3 separate regions of the Ovis aries genome follow, and regions 1 and 2 are each linked to region 3. Evidence: chromatin contacts called from public Hi-C data. All regions are on one chromosome and are shown on one strand. Each heading gives the region's core, a stretch centred on a gene start, on an enhancer-like site or on the middle of the called end of the contact. The rest is flanking DNA. Distances are from core to core; before and after follow the strand shown. Region 1 holds the start of NKX2-2 (NK2 homeobox 2). Region 2 has its middle 16 kb from the start of NKX2-2. Region 3 overlaps KIZ (kizuna centrosomal protein).

Region 1 (4,308 bases), core at 1,360-3,859, 210 kb after region 3:
AGGGACCCACAGTCATCAGACAGAGGGACCAGAAAGCAGGGACTAGTGTGAAGGAAAGGAAATCTGAGTCCACTTTGGGTTCAAGTCAAAGGTGAAGTTTTTTTCTTTCTTTGATCTATATTGTGTTAACTCTTACCACAGGAGGGGAAGAATGAGGGCGCCTTCCAGGGTAGTCCTTTCAAGAAGATGTTGGGCAGAAAAATTTTCTAGGCCCAGAGACAGGGCTCAGATTCTATATCTGAACCCCCCTCCCTACCTCTTCCTGGAGCCCCAAGAACTCTATAAAGCCTCAGAGCGAGCTTATCTTTGGGACCTAGAGCCTGGAATCCCTCCTGCAATTAATCGTGGGTGCAGGGGGCAGGTATCAGCTAGAGGTGACCCCTTACCCCCCCTTCTACAAGGTGAAAGACACATCACTTTCCCAATTATCTGCCTCAGGAAAAAAAAAAAAAGCAGACATTTCCCGAGGACATAAACTGTAATAGAAATTAGGATTTCTCTTTCTATTAATCAGCCTCATTGTGTGGGCGTAAGACCCGGCGGACATATGTTAGGACTTTGATAAATGTGCTTTAATGAGATCTTTGAAAATGCATCCAATAAAATAAAAGGCGAGAAAAGCCGTTTAACTTTCATGGATGTTAAATTGAACAGGAAATGTGGCTCGGGGCGCGCTGCAAAATGGAACGGGCCTTCCTCCAATATTTTCTTTAAAAAACGTAGCTCTAAGCCCCCTTTAGGCCAAATGAGCCCATCTCAGCCAATCCATTGTCACCGGTTTATTGGGGAACCAAACGCCACGTCCCCCCGGGCTCACCCCTTTGCTCTATTCGTTCGCGCTTCTCTAATGATTAAATATGTTACAACGAGATTACGCAGCGTCAGTGTTGCCTTCAGGAACGTTCTTCCAGCCAAGCTCGACCTTCCCCCCCATAAGGGTGATTTCAATGCAGGAGATTTGGGTTTCTCCAGAAAACACGACGCCGAAAGCACGTTCTTATCTGAATTTACTTCTTAACACGTGACAAAATCATTCCCAGAAGACTTCGAAAAGCCAGCGGCCTCTCCAAACGGGTTAGTACTCGGCACTTGGAGCTGGGCTGAAGGCTCGGCGCCTTGTTGCCCTCGCCAGGGCGTAGAGGCCGCGCTTCCAGCCAGCGCGGAGCCTGCGAGCTCAGCCTGGAACGCGGGGAACCAACTCTCGAGGGTCCTCCAGCACCGGAGAGAAGGGATTCCTGGGGCTCTCTCATTTCACCAGTCTGAGCCCCCGAGGTCCACAGATCTCCGCTGGATGCACGCCCCCTTTCCATCCCCGAGGGCCACCGAGATCGAGAAGGTGCGAGAGGCGCGCCAAAGGGCCTCCTCGCAGTGTGTGTGTGTTTGGGGAGGGGGGTGCAGAGGGGGCGCCCCTAGGAGACCAGGGCCTCAGCAGAGTTCACTGAGGCGCATTTCTGATCCTCTGGCGATCTCTACTGACACAAACGAGAACTGTCTGGCGCCTGGCGCGACCCCTCAAAGTCCTGGCTGGAGCCGCCTCCGCAAAGACCCCCACTGACCCCAGCTCGGTCCCCCATCCCTGGTCCTTCCTGATGGTGATTCCCGCCCCTCACCCTTTTCCTCCTCACCCCCCACCCCACCTCGTGGCCCAGTTCCGCCCGAAGAGCACCTCTTTCTCCAAGAGGCGCCATCTCCAAATTGTCTGGGGGACATCGCCTCCGCCAGCAGCCCCGGCCCGACGCGCACCAGGGAGACTTACCCGCGAAGGTAGGGCAGAGGCGCGCCGTTCCTGGCTGGGGCTGGGGCGGCCCGGGAACCTCCCGAGCCAGCGATGGGGAGGGGCCCGAGGCGCTCGGCGCGCCCGCTCCGCCTCCCACTCCCGGCGCTGCGGCGACAGCCCGGCCGAATCTCCTGGCGAGCCTTTATCTAGTGCCCCCCCACCTACCCGGGACCCCCCTCCTCGGTGCCCCTCCCCCGTCGCGCCCTCCCGGGCGGGGCTCCAAGCCCCGCCGCGCCGCTCCTCCCGGCGTTCCCCGGCGCCTGCACCTGCGGGCCTCCGGAGGTCCCGCTCCCCCGCAGGCTGGAAAGTGCGCCGCGGCCGGAACACCTGGCCTCGGCGGCAGGTAAAACTTTTCCCTCCCGGGGGGCGCGGCGGGCGGGGCTCGGTCCCACCCCGAGCGCCCCCCTCGTGACCCGCGGAGCCGGCGAAGGACCCGAGACGCCCGGCACTTGGCCACCTGCTGCTTCCCGACACCCTCCCCCCCATCCCCGAGCCGAGGCGAGAATCGCGAGTGGGGGCCGCTCAGGCAGTTGTGCGTGGGACCCCGAGACCCCTCTCCCCCACCCGGGCCCGCGCGTCAGGGTCCCGGCCCCGAGGCGTTCGTGTCTCCGGCGGCGGCAGAGGCCCGCGCTGGCTGCTGGCGCGACAGCTGGGGGCGGTGGGTGGGGGCGACGCCGAGCTCCGGTACGACTCCTCGCGCAGCAGCGCACCCTGAGATCCCGACCACCCCGGACCACGCGCGAGCGGGAGGCTCACCTGGAGCTGCGCCCGGAGCCCCGGCCAGCGGAGCACGCGGATCCCCGGCCGCTCTTTATCCCGAGCCGCGGGCTGCTGCAGAGCCGCGGGCGCACGGGCGCTGGCGCGGCGAGCGCTCCCCCTCCCGGCTCCGGCTCCCGGCCCGGTGGCCCCACCCTCCGGGCTCCGGCCCCGCGGCCGCCGCGCAGCCCCAGCGGAGGGGGCCGCTCCCCAGCGCCGCGCGCTCTGTTTGTTTTCCTTGCCCGACTGACGTGAGTCAAAATATTGGCCATATGTTCAGCGGTAATAAATTGGGTATGAGCGCAAACACACTTGGGCTTCGATGGCTCTTTCAGCTGCCACATGGCCGGCTTGGAAGGAGGGGGGCTGCCACCTTGCTGCGACCCCCATCCCCAAACAGGCGGGTGGTCCCTCTCTGGAGGGCCCCTAGGAGCCGGAGACCTGAGACCCCAGGCCTCGCCTCTCCCTCGCCCCTCCTCCGTCCCCAGCGTGGTCTCGGACCCCTCAGCTCCAGGCGAGCCCGGGCTGCTGCCTAACAAGGTCGCCATCTATAAATTGCTCGGTCGCTAAGACGCCATAAAACCGCAGGGCCAGATGTGGCACGTTATTCATGTGTGAAACCGCGTTTACACTAGATAGCTGATCCAAGGCCGATAGCGCGGCTCGGCGGGAGGTCATAGACCTCTAGCCCCAGGCTCCTGGCTCCTCCCCCCAGCGCACTCCCCGCTCCAGATTGAGGGGTGTAGGTCTTTCTGGGAGAGGGGTTCAGCCCTGCAGCTCAGGAAGAAAGTGATTGCAATGCATTGGTGCCAAGGTGCCACCTGTCCAGGGTTAGACGCCGCCTCTGGAGTTGATTTCTGTAGCTTTTCCGCTCCTTTTTTTTTTTTTTTTTCAATCTGGCCTGGGAGGCTGTTTTATGTTCCAGACGGTTGATACCTCCGGTGGGACTTTAGTCTGAACAGGAGAGGTGGTGTTTGAAAGCTGAAGATGTTCGGGCCCTGCAAGTCGGTGGGATTTTGGGGTGGGGGTGGGGTCTCCTGACCCCCTAGGCAGGATGTTTCTGAGGAGGAGGCAGAGATGGAAGTGGAACAGTCCACTGACTGAAGGAGGACCTGAGATTAGTCCTGCCTCAAGCCTGACTGTGGACTGCAGTGTCACATATCAGCCACCTTATTTAAATTAAGCGGCAGCTGAAGCACTCAGACAGAGGCAATTCTGCATTGGACATGAAATCAGAGTGGCCCCGTGTGATTCCGGAAAGGGAGGTCAATATGGTGCAGTAATAGAAGACAATTGTCTCGTTTTTCTCCTCCAGAAGGTGGCCTCTGGACTGCACGTCCCCAAACTGGTCACCTCACACTTTACTCACATGAATTCATTAAGAGTCATCATCGCTCCTGTGCCATTACTTTGCTATTTCTTGAAGGGAACCAAATTCTCTCTGTGGTTAATAAGCACTGCGCTGGGCCCCCTACCTTCCTTTTCATCTTCAAAACACCTGGGGTTCCCTGAATGACATCCTCCATTTGGCCAAGGAAAATCAGAGATGAAAAATGTTGCCCTACTGCAGGGAAAAACATAAGCATTTGACTTCACTATTACAAGTTACCTTGGGTCCGTGTTCACTGGATAACTGTCCTTAGTGGCAGTTAAGGGTAGAAAAATGATGCCGTTGACAGGGGTGGGAGAGAAGGGGAGAAGCGATGTGGGGTGAAGGAGCGGGAGGAACCCATGCAACAGGTGCAAAGAAGAGCTATGAAATGAACCTCTTAACC
Region 2 (3,944 bases), core at 732-3,231, 190 kb after region 3:
GCCTTTAATACTTCTTGTAAATTTCTCAGGTTAAGACCAGCACCAGAACCACAGAACATAACTTATTTTCTGTTTCCCACACATCAGGTAAAAGATGGATAATCATTTAAAGATACAAATATGAAAGTGAAAGTTGCTCAGTCCTGCCTGACTCTTTGCAACCCCATGGACTATACAGTCCATGAAATTCTCCAGGCTAGAATACTGGAGTGGGTAGCTGTTCCCTTCTCCAGTGGATCTTCCCAACCCAGGCATGGAACCCAGGTCTCCCACATTGCAGGTGGATTCTTTACCAGCTGAGCCACAAGGGAAGCCCAAGAATACTGGACTGGGTAGCCTATCCCTTCTCCAGGGGATTTTCCTGACCCAGGAATCAAACTGGGGTCTCCTGCATTGCAGGTGGATTCTTTACCAACTGAGCTATCAGGGAAACCCAAAGAGAAGATCCTTTGGCAATTGAAAATCAATTGCCGTTTGTACCCTTCATCAGTCTGGGGGTGCGCAGTGTGCAGAGGGGAGCTGTGTCACCAGAACTGGGGAGATAGCAGGCCACAGGCCTGGAGCTGAGAACAGACTCGGAGGACCCCCAGCCTGTTCTCCCTCAGTTTGGGGGGCACACTTGCTGGCCCAGGATGGCCCCAGAGAGGGAGCTGCAGTGCTGGCTTCTCTGAGGGAGTCAAGGGGCTGGGACCTGAGGGCTGGCTGCGGGCTGGAAACCCCAAACTCTGCTTTGTGGAGGAGCTTGCCACCCAGCCATTTTCTGCAGAACAGGAGGGAGCCTCCGGGCACCCCCACCCCGCCCCTCCTCTCCCCAAGTAGCACAAAGCACCTGCTACACCTCCTTCCACCCTCTGGACCACTTCTTTGCCAGGACACTGCCTGGTTCCTAGGGGGTAGGTACTTCATGGAGACCTAGTTTCCTCATCTGCAGGAGCACAGGTTAGGGGTGATAATCAGATAAGATGATGTAGGAAGAACAGCATAAGATGTATAAGATGAAGTAGGCAGCAGCGGATACTCAGTAAACGGTGGTTGCCACGACCTCCTGGTATGGGGCTGAGGTCAGAAAACCGGGTTTCCCACCATTCACCCTACAAGGTGAAACAGCAGCAAAGGAAGGGGTGGTGCTTTCTCTCACCTAAGTCTTTCAGAAACATCCCCGCAGGAGGGAACACTTCGGGGGTGATGGAAATGTTCTGCGTCCTGATTGTGGGGTGGCGGTGACACCGGGATGGCGTCAGCAGCCGGGAGGAGGGAAAAAGTGCCTGGGCTGGGTGGATATACCTTTAGACTCTTCTATCACAGCTCCAGGCGCCGAGTTCAAGGGCAGAGAGTTTTAACTTCACTGGAATCAAGGGCAGAAAGTTTTAAAGTTTCTGGAATTAAGCCTGAGCAATCTTTCCTGCCTTCTCCCAAATAAGTGGACACACCACCCGCACGCCCCAACCCTAGCGTAAAGGACGCCTCACCCACCCAGCTCCTGTCCGCGGGTGTCCAAGCTCCACTGCTCTGACAGTCTGGAAGGCGCCCGCCGCCGGCCTTTTCTTATCCAATTGCGCCACCCCGCGGACACCCTGGGCACTGCCGCCTCCCCGACTTGCCACCCCCCCTCGCCGCGGGTGTGGAAGGCGGGGGGTTTCAGAAAGTAAAGGCACGCACGTGTGGGAGACTCGCGCTCCTCGGACGGGAGGCAGTTTCACGACGGGTATTCCCGGGACAATCAACCAAACGCGCTGCAGCTGGGGTCCCTGGGCTCGGCGGGCGGACGTGGCCGCATTGAACCAGTCCAGCCCTCAGCCCGCTGCCCCCCGCACCCAGCTTCTCAGGAGGCACCCAAGGGCCGACATCCTTCCTACCCTCGGCGAATCCGGAGCTCCCACCGGGGCCTCAGCGCCGGGGGACGGCTCTGAACCGGTGTGGGGGGCGCCGTCCTGCCTCCTTCGCTCGGACCCCAGCGTCCGGCGTCGGCGCGCCGTCTCCCTCTGGTGGCCGGACGGCGAGGCTGCATCGCCCACCTTGAGTTCCCCGGAGCGGCCAGCGGCTCGGAGAGCTCACCGCCCACCGTGCGCCCCCCGGAGCGGCCCGCCGCACCTACACCGGATTGGGATCGAGGACCAGCGGTAGTGGCTGCAGCCCCCGACTCGGTGGTGAGCGACAGGTGAGAGTCTCTCCTTCATAGGACACTGCCCTCCCCCCGCCCCCCACTCCAAGCCCAGCCCTCCAGCCCTCCATCCGAATCGGAATTCCCTTTCAGCATCGCTCTTTTATTCCCTGAAACACTTGGAGCCACCATTCGCCCGCCCTTACGGGGACCGACACGTGCGAGGGGTCGGCTCGAGGTGGTGGACCCCACTCCCTGAGGCCCGTCGCGGAGCCCTCCCCGTGGCCAGCGCGCGCCTGGACCGCAGGACGGCTTTGCTGTTTATGCACAAATGTAATGCAGACTGGGGCACGTCCTTGGAGGGAGAAGGATGGAGGGAAAATTACGGTCGAGTAAACGAGTGGTCCGCAAACGTAGGTGGCCCCATCGACGAACGGCACCTGCCGAGCTCGCCGCCGATTTACACACTCTAATCCGGGTTCGGAGCCGCCGACTCCTCACTGGGCCTGGTTGCGCCTTGGTGGAAAGGCGGTCGGGGACCTCGAGGAGGGGCGCGGCTGCCTCCCGGCGCTCTCCCGGGGCGCGGAGCGAGGCTGGGCGCGCCGAGGGGCTGGAGCGCCTCCTTGCGGCGGCGCGCGGCCCACCGGGGGTCTCCTGCCCTCTATCCCGGCCCGTGCGTCTACGGGTTCCCTGGCGCGGCTGGTGGCCGGCGGGCCTGCATTTCTTGACTTGCTCGGGTGGCGGCGCCGAGGCCTAGTCGTCTTTTTATTAATAGTGATGCCCCGGGAGGAAGCGGGGGGTGGGGGGGGGGGGGGGACTGAGTCCTTAAAAACCATACAGGATGGATGGGATAGGAAAGTGTGTGTGTGCGCGTATGTGTGTGTGTGAGAGAGAGAGAAAATTGGGGCTTTGGTGAAAGCAATAAAACTCAGATCGCTTCCTTGGAGAGATAGCGGTGGCTATAATGCGCTGGGGGATCAGGGGTTTATTTGCAGATCCTGGATAAAAGATGATATATCGACACAGTTTAGAGTGTCATTGCGCTCGGCCTCTCAGGAAGCCACAAGTACATATTTCCTGAAATACCGGCCAACACAATATCTAATCCACACGCCACTTAAGCAGGGGAGAGGAACCTCGGCAACTCCAAAGTTCGCGTCTGGTTGCCGAGTTCTGGGCCCCGGAGACCCCACCCGGGCTGGATCGGGTGCACCCGGACGCCCCCTCCCCTAATCTTTGTCTTCAGGCCAAGTATCACTTAGTGTAGGGCCTTAATAAATACGTCTGAGAACTGTCCTTATGCTCGGTAAATATTGGATTAGCTTTTCAATGACCAGGCTCTTGAAAAGGCTGGAGAAATCCACACCAGGTCTCGACTAAGCCCAATAGTCAATAGGTAAGGAAAAGACTGTTTCCTTGGCTGGGGTTGGGAGTGTGGCGATGGGGGGGGGGGGTTCCTACTCTTATCCAGTTAGATGATTCTACTATACGACAGCAGTTCTGGAAAATAGAAAAACAAAGGGGGTAGTCGCCTGAAATTTGGATGAGCTGGACTTTCCACCTGGAAACCTTGATGGATTCTATTTCCATACAGCGCACAGCCTCAGCAAGAATTCGTTTTGTCTAACACGTTTTTTGTTTGGGGACTCCTTACCAGAATTTCTGACTTGGCTCTAGGGACAAGGTATCACCCAAAAGCTCTCTGACTGCCCCACTAAGTTCGGAGTGTTTAGGTGAGGCAAGCCCCACTCTGCCTCCCTGTTTTCCAAAGGCTACGATGTAGGAGACATTCAGAATTAAAGAGGAAGTCCCTTTCTCCTCCAGCACGGAGGTGCTGGTCGTT
Region 3 (4,223 bases), core at 411-2,910:
TTGGGCAATGTTTCAACACATTCAGAAAGCAGTCAGATTCTGTAGAACATTTTCTCAGTCTGATCATTTGACATTTCATAGCTCGCATCAGTATTTCATTATAAAATCAAACTTCTTTTCCCTTCAGTTTGAAGCAGGGGCCTTTTGTTATTACTGTCATTTCTGTATGAAATTTATTTCCTAAGTTACAAGTAACCACATCATCCCCTTTAAGGAGGAAAAAACAAAAAAGAGCCCTTCAAGGAACGCCTGGTTCTCCACACTTGATACTAATCCAGTGATGAAAGTTCTGGACTTGAAGTGTGTTGGTTTGGCTCACTGTTGGTCACAGTTGGTTTCTTGTGCTGGGTTTGGTGTTCATATGCCTCCCCAGGCTCGCTCTTTGTGCCTGGACTCACTGAAATTTCTTAGAGGCTTACATTTAAGGACCCCACTTACTGCAGTCATTCCTCGTGCTTTATTGCTTTTACAAGTGGTCTCGAAACCCAGTACTCGAGAATAAACATAACAGCGCAGTGCTGCTGTAGCACTTTTAAAAATTCTTCTTTGCTCTATTTTGTCAGTGAGCTGATGAGCAACCTCAAAAAAAAAAAAAAAAAGACCCTGCTGGACCTTTAAAAAAAAAATGGCTTCCTCTGATGTCCTAGAGACAATAATTATGATGTGCTAGTTAAGCCCAAACTACAGCTGAGGGATTTTACTTTAAAGCAGCGGCTTGGGCGCAAAAATGCATTTATAGCTCTTTGTCTGCACCTCATTATGTGTGGGCCTGATTCATTAAGTAATTGGTTTGCAGTTGTTTACATGAGTATTAAGGCCTTCCTTTCAGCCGCCTTTGAGAGATACATTGTGCAAATGTTGCCTGTGATGAATGCAGAATGAGGGCCAGAGGGTCCGTCCTATTGGCTAAACAGTGCGCTCTGTTGAAAAGCCAGAGAAAGGGATTGGGCGCTGCTTTGCATAGCAATGACTTTCTTAATAAGCGTTACAGATTAATACACACCAGCTATAAAAGATGCAAAGAGATACTCTTAGCACATTTATCCCTGCTCATTTCATTGTGATGGTGGTGGGGTCCCTGTGCTTTCATATTCCGTTTTCCCGAGCCACGGCTTCAGTGCCTGAGCGTAATAGAATCCGATGTTTATTGTATTATAAATCACGGGCAAGTAGGCAGATCGGCAACAGTTTATTATTAAAGATTCTTTCAGTGTAAATCTTTTCTCCCATTGTATTTGCCTGAGCAAAATCATTTTGTGGTTGAGTGGGGATGAAAGGCATAATGTACGAAGGAGTGAGTCCTAATAGGAAGCTGTTCTCCGAGTAAAGACCACTTGTCCCCTTTTGTTCAGGGGTGCATGCCGGAGCTTCCTCTCCTCCGCAAACATTGTCTCGCCCCACCTTCCCCAGGAAGCCGTTTCCACTCTCCCGGATCCATGTATTCAACTGAAGAGAGTATTTTAACCGCCTACCACGTTAACTGCAGTTTACTGCCTGGATCTAGATAACCTTTACCGAAAGAAAAGGAAGTGTGCTTGTAACATAATTGCCTAGGGAAAAGGTAGCAGAAGTCACCCGGCTGCCCCACCCTGGCAGGGCCCGCTGTGGGTGGTTTTCAGGGCCAGCCCTGCGGCCCCGGGAGCGGCCGGTGGAGGGCGCCAGGCAGCAGCCGTGCTCCAGTGGGACCATCCTGGCTCTGCTTGCCTGGCCCTAGGGCCACTTCCCCTGGAACGATCTGAAGATCACAAGGAACTCGTAGTCCAGAGAAACAAACACAAGGTTTTCCTGGATGGCCTTGAGGTTCTAGGGTAAAAGCCCCGCGTCTCTGCCTTAGCAAGTCTACATTCCCCTTAAATTCTACCAAAGTAGCAGCTTCCTAAAGATTCCACATGTTTCTCTTCATAAGCCCGCCTACTTTACCCCCACCCGCACTTCGCCTTGGCCTGAAAGAACAGTCTTTGCTTGATTGGCTGAAGGGAAGGAGTGAGGAAATTGACCCCTAAAAATGGCATCTCCTGCAGGGCCCCTGGTTGACCGTCAGGGGGCGCTCAGACTTTGTCTAATTAAAGCTCTCCGCCTTCAGTAGACCTCGAAAATTTAAAATCAAGGATTCACAGTGGTTTGTTGGCACGCTGATTGGGATTTTTTTTTTTCTTTGTTTCTGAATTGTCTTTTTGCCTTATATTTTTCCAGAAATATGTCCGGAGGAAAATTCTAGCTGAAGACGCTATGTGAGACATTTTAACACTGATTTTAGCCAGCAGTCAAGATCATTAGAAATTACAGAATTCAGAGTCTAGAGACCACGTCTTCTCATAAGTCAGTTATTCTTTGCTGGCTTTTGATCAGACCCTAGAACTGCAAGGACTCTTCCCACGGTGGTAGGGGGGGGGGCTTCCTCATCGTCCCCAGCACCAGAGACCAAATTCTTGGCAGGACCCTCGAAGTCTCACTGCTACACTTGATGGACGTGGCCTCAAAGCCACAGTAACTTAGGTATGTTTGTTAATGGGCTATACATACAATTTTCTTTCAAAAATATGATACTGACCATGAGGTTGAGAGTCAGTGTGTTACTAATATTAGAACCTCCCCAGCTCTGAGGAGCTCCTGGGGCCTGCTCCACCCTCACTCTGCCCACCCCGCCAAGCCTGGGCCTGCCTCCCGGGACCCTGTGCTCACCTGACAGCCCTGACACCCCTTCACGAGCACAGCGTGTCATGAGCCCTGGTGTGACTTGATAAAGAATCTCTTAGGAACCCGTAGAGCTTCCCTGGTGGCTCAGATGGTAAAGAATCTGCCTGCAATGTGGGAGACCCAGGTTCGATCCCTGGGTTGGGAAGATCCCCTGAGAAGGGAAAGTCTGCCCACTCCAGTGTTCTGACCTGGAGAATTCCATGGACTGTATAGCCCGTGGGGTCGCAAAGAGTCGGACGGGACTGAGTGACTTCCACTTTCATGTTAACTATGTAGACTATTTCTAGCACTATCATTACCTTTTGTTCATAGAACATGAACAGTCGATAACTGTCAATTACAGCTGTTTTCTCTAGTACCCATGTCAGCAGGATCACATCCTAGGTGCTCACAAGATGCTGTGCTTAGAATAAGACCTGCTATTTAAGACCCTGGCCAACCTTAACTTCTTACATGTAGCAGGGCTGAAAACAAAAGTGATTTTGATGAGAGTTGTCCCAATCGTGTGTCCTAATCCCTTATCAACAGCAAGGGAATGTATAAACAACATGGGAAACTGAGATGGCTTGATGGACAGACAGAGGGAAGACTTGCGATGAAGCCAGAGTGGTGGAATGTTGACAGGTGGGCACAGGGTGCTCCCTGTGCGGAGGGGGAGGTGCCACCCTTCCGGGACACAGTGCAGAGACGCTGTCCTGTTGGAATGCGACCAGTGGGGCGTGGCCATACCTTAATCCACTCAGCTGTCCTGGTGTCTGACCTGAAAGAGCTGTTTGGAAATAGGACCTCCAGTCGAATGGTGAACTTCTAGGGGAAAAAAAAAAGAACCCACAAACCCTGCCCTCTTGGACTGCAGGAGTCACCCACGAGGCTGGGGAGGGCAGACTCCCTGGTTTACTGCCTGGGCATGAGGCCCTGCTTCCTGAAGGCCTCAGTGGTCCCAGCCCTGGGCCTCTGTCTGGTTCTGGGTGCAGCCTGCAGGCTGAGAGAAGTTTTACATTTTTTAACAATTGAGAAAAATTCAGAGAGAAATAATGCTGCCTGACACTTGAAAGTTATATGAAATGCAAGTTTCGGCACCTCTATGTCAAGTTTGATCAGAACATAGCCACATCCACTAGTTCACACACTGCCCGTGGCTGTCTTTGTGCTGCAGCCAGAGTCAAGTAAGTAGTTGACGGAGACCACACACCTGTGCCATTTACCATCCATAGCTCACCTTTGCTGCCTCTGCCACACAGACCAGAGGTGTGACGTCCACACTGTTGGGGAAGTTCAGGCCGTCGGGGTCCACATGCGTTACATCTGATGGAACACAGGGACCTAGCCCATGGCCTGTAACCTGAACTCTTGTATTCTGATGCTTTGGGGAGTGTTTTTGGTTTGGGTTTTTCTCTTACGGTACCTTACAGTAATGGGTGCACAAGATGGCTCTGTCCGCACCCAGGAGATTCCTCACACCATCCCCACTGGCCTTGACTCTAAGTTAGCTGTGGCCCAGAGAAAGAAATGTGGACCCTGCAAAT

The links. A called contact is a pair of places that touch in the nucleus more often than the background predicts.
Region 1: a contact with region 3 is called in a Hi-C map of hypothalamus, with 4 times the contacts expected there. The contact joins the promoter of NKX2-2 here to the enhancer-like site in region 3. A contact is called at or near these places in 2 of 16 Hi-C or Micro-C datasets (blood and hypothalamus).
Region 2: a contact with region 3 is called in a Hi-C map of hypothalamus, with 5 times the contacts expected there. The contact joins two enhancer-like sites. A contact is called at or near these places in 9 of 16 Hi-C or Micro-C datasets (blood, hypothalamus, liver and 3 more).

What each region holds. Positions count from the first base shown.
Region 1 is chr13:40,331,113-40,335,420 of ARS-UI_Ramb_v3.0, forward strand. It overlaps NKX2-2 (NK2 homeobox 2), which reads right to left and starts at 2,610. Exons shown (of 3, transcript XM_015099673.4): 1 at 2,534-2,610.
Region 2 is chr13:40,315,355-40,319,298 of ARS-UI_Ramb_v3.0, forward strand. No RefSeq gene overlaps it. Among named protein-coding and RNA genes, the nearest start is that of NKX2-2, 16 kb to the right of the region's middle. Within about 2 kb of position 1,982, at least 3 of the 54 cell types and tissues checked have an H3K27ac peak or open chromatin away from gene starts, as enhancers often do. A contact at or near this core is called in hypothalamus, where this site is marked.
Region 3 is chr13:40,123,416-40,127,638 of ARS-UI_Ramb_v3.0, forward strand. All of the region lies in intron 10 of KIZ (kizuna centrosomal protein), which reads left to right. Among named protein-coding and RNA genes, the nearest start is that of XRN2, 50 kb to the right of the region's middle. Within about 2 kb of position 1,661, at least 16 of the 54 cell types and tissues checked have an H3K27ac peak or open chromatin away from gene starts, as enhancers often do. A contact at or near this core is called in hypothalamus, where this site is marked.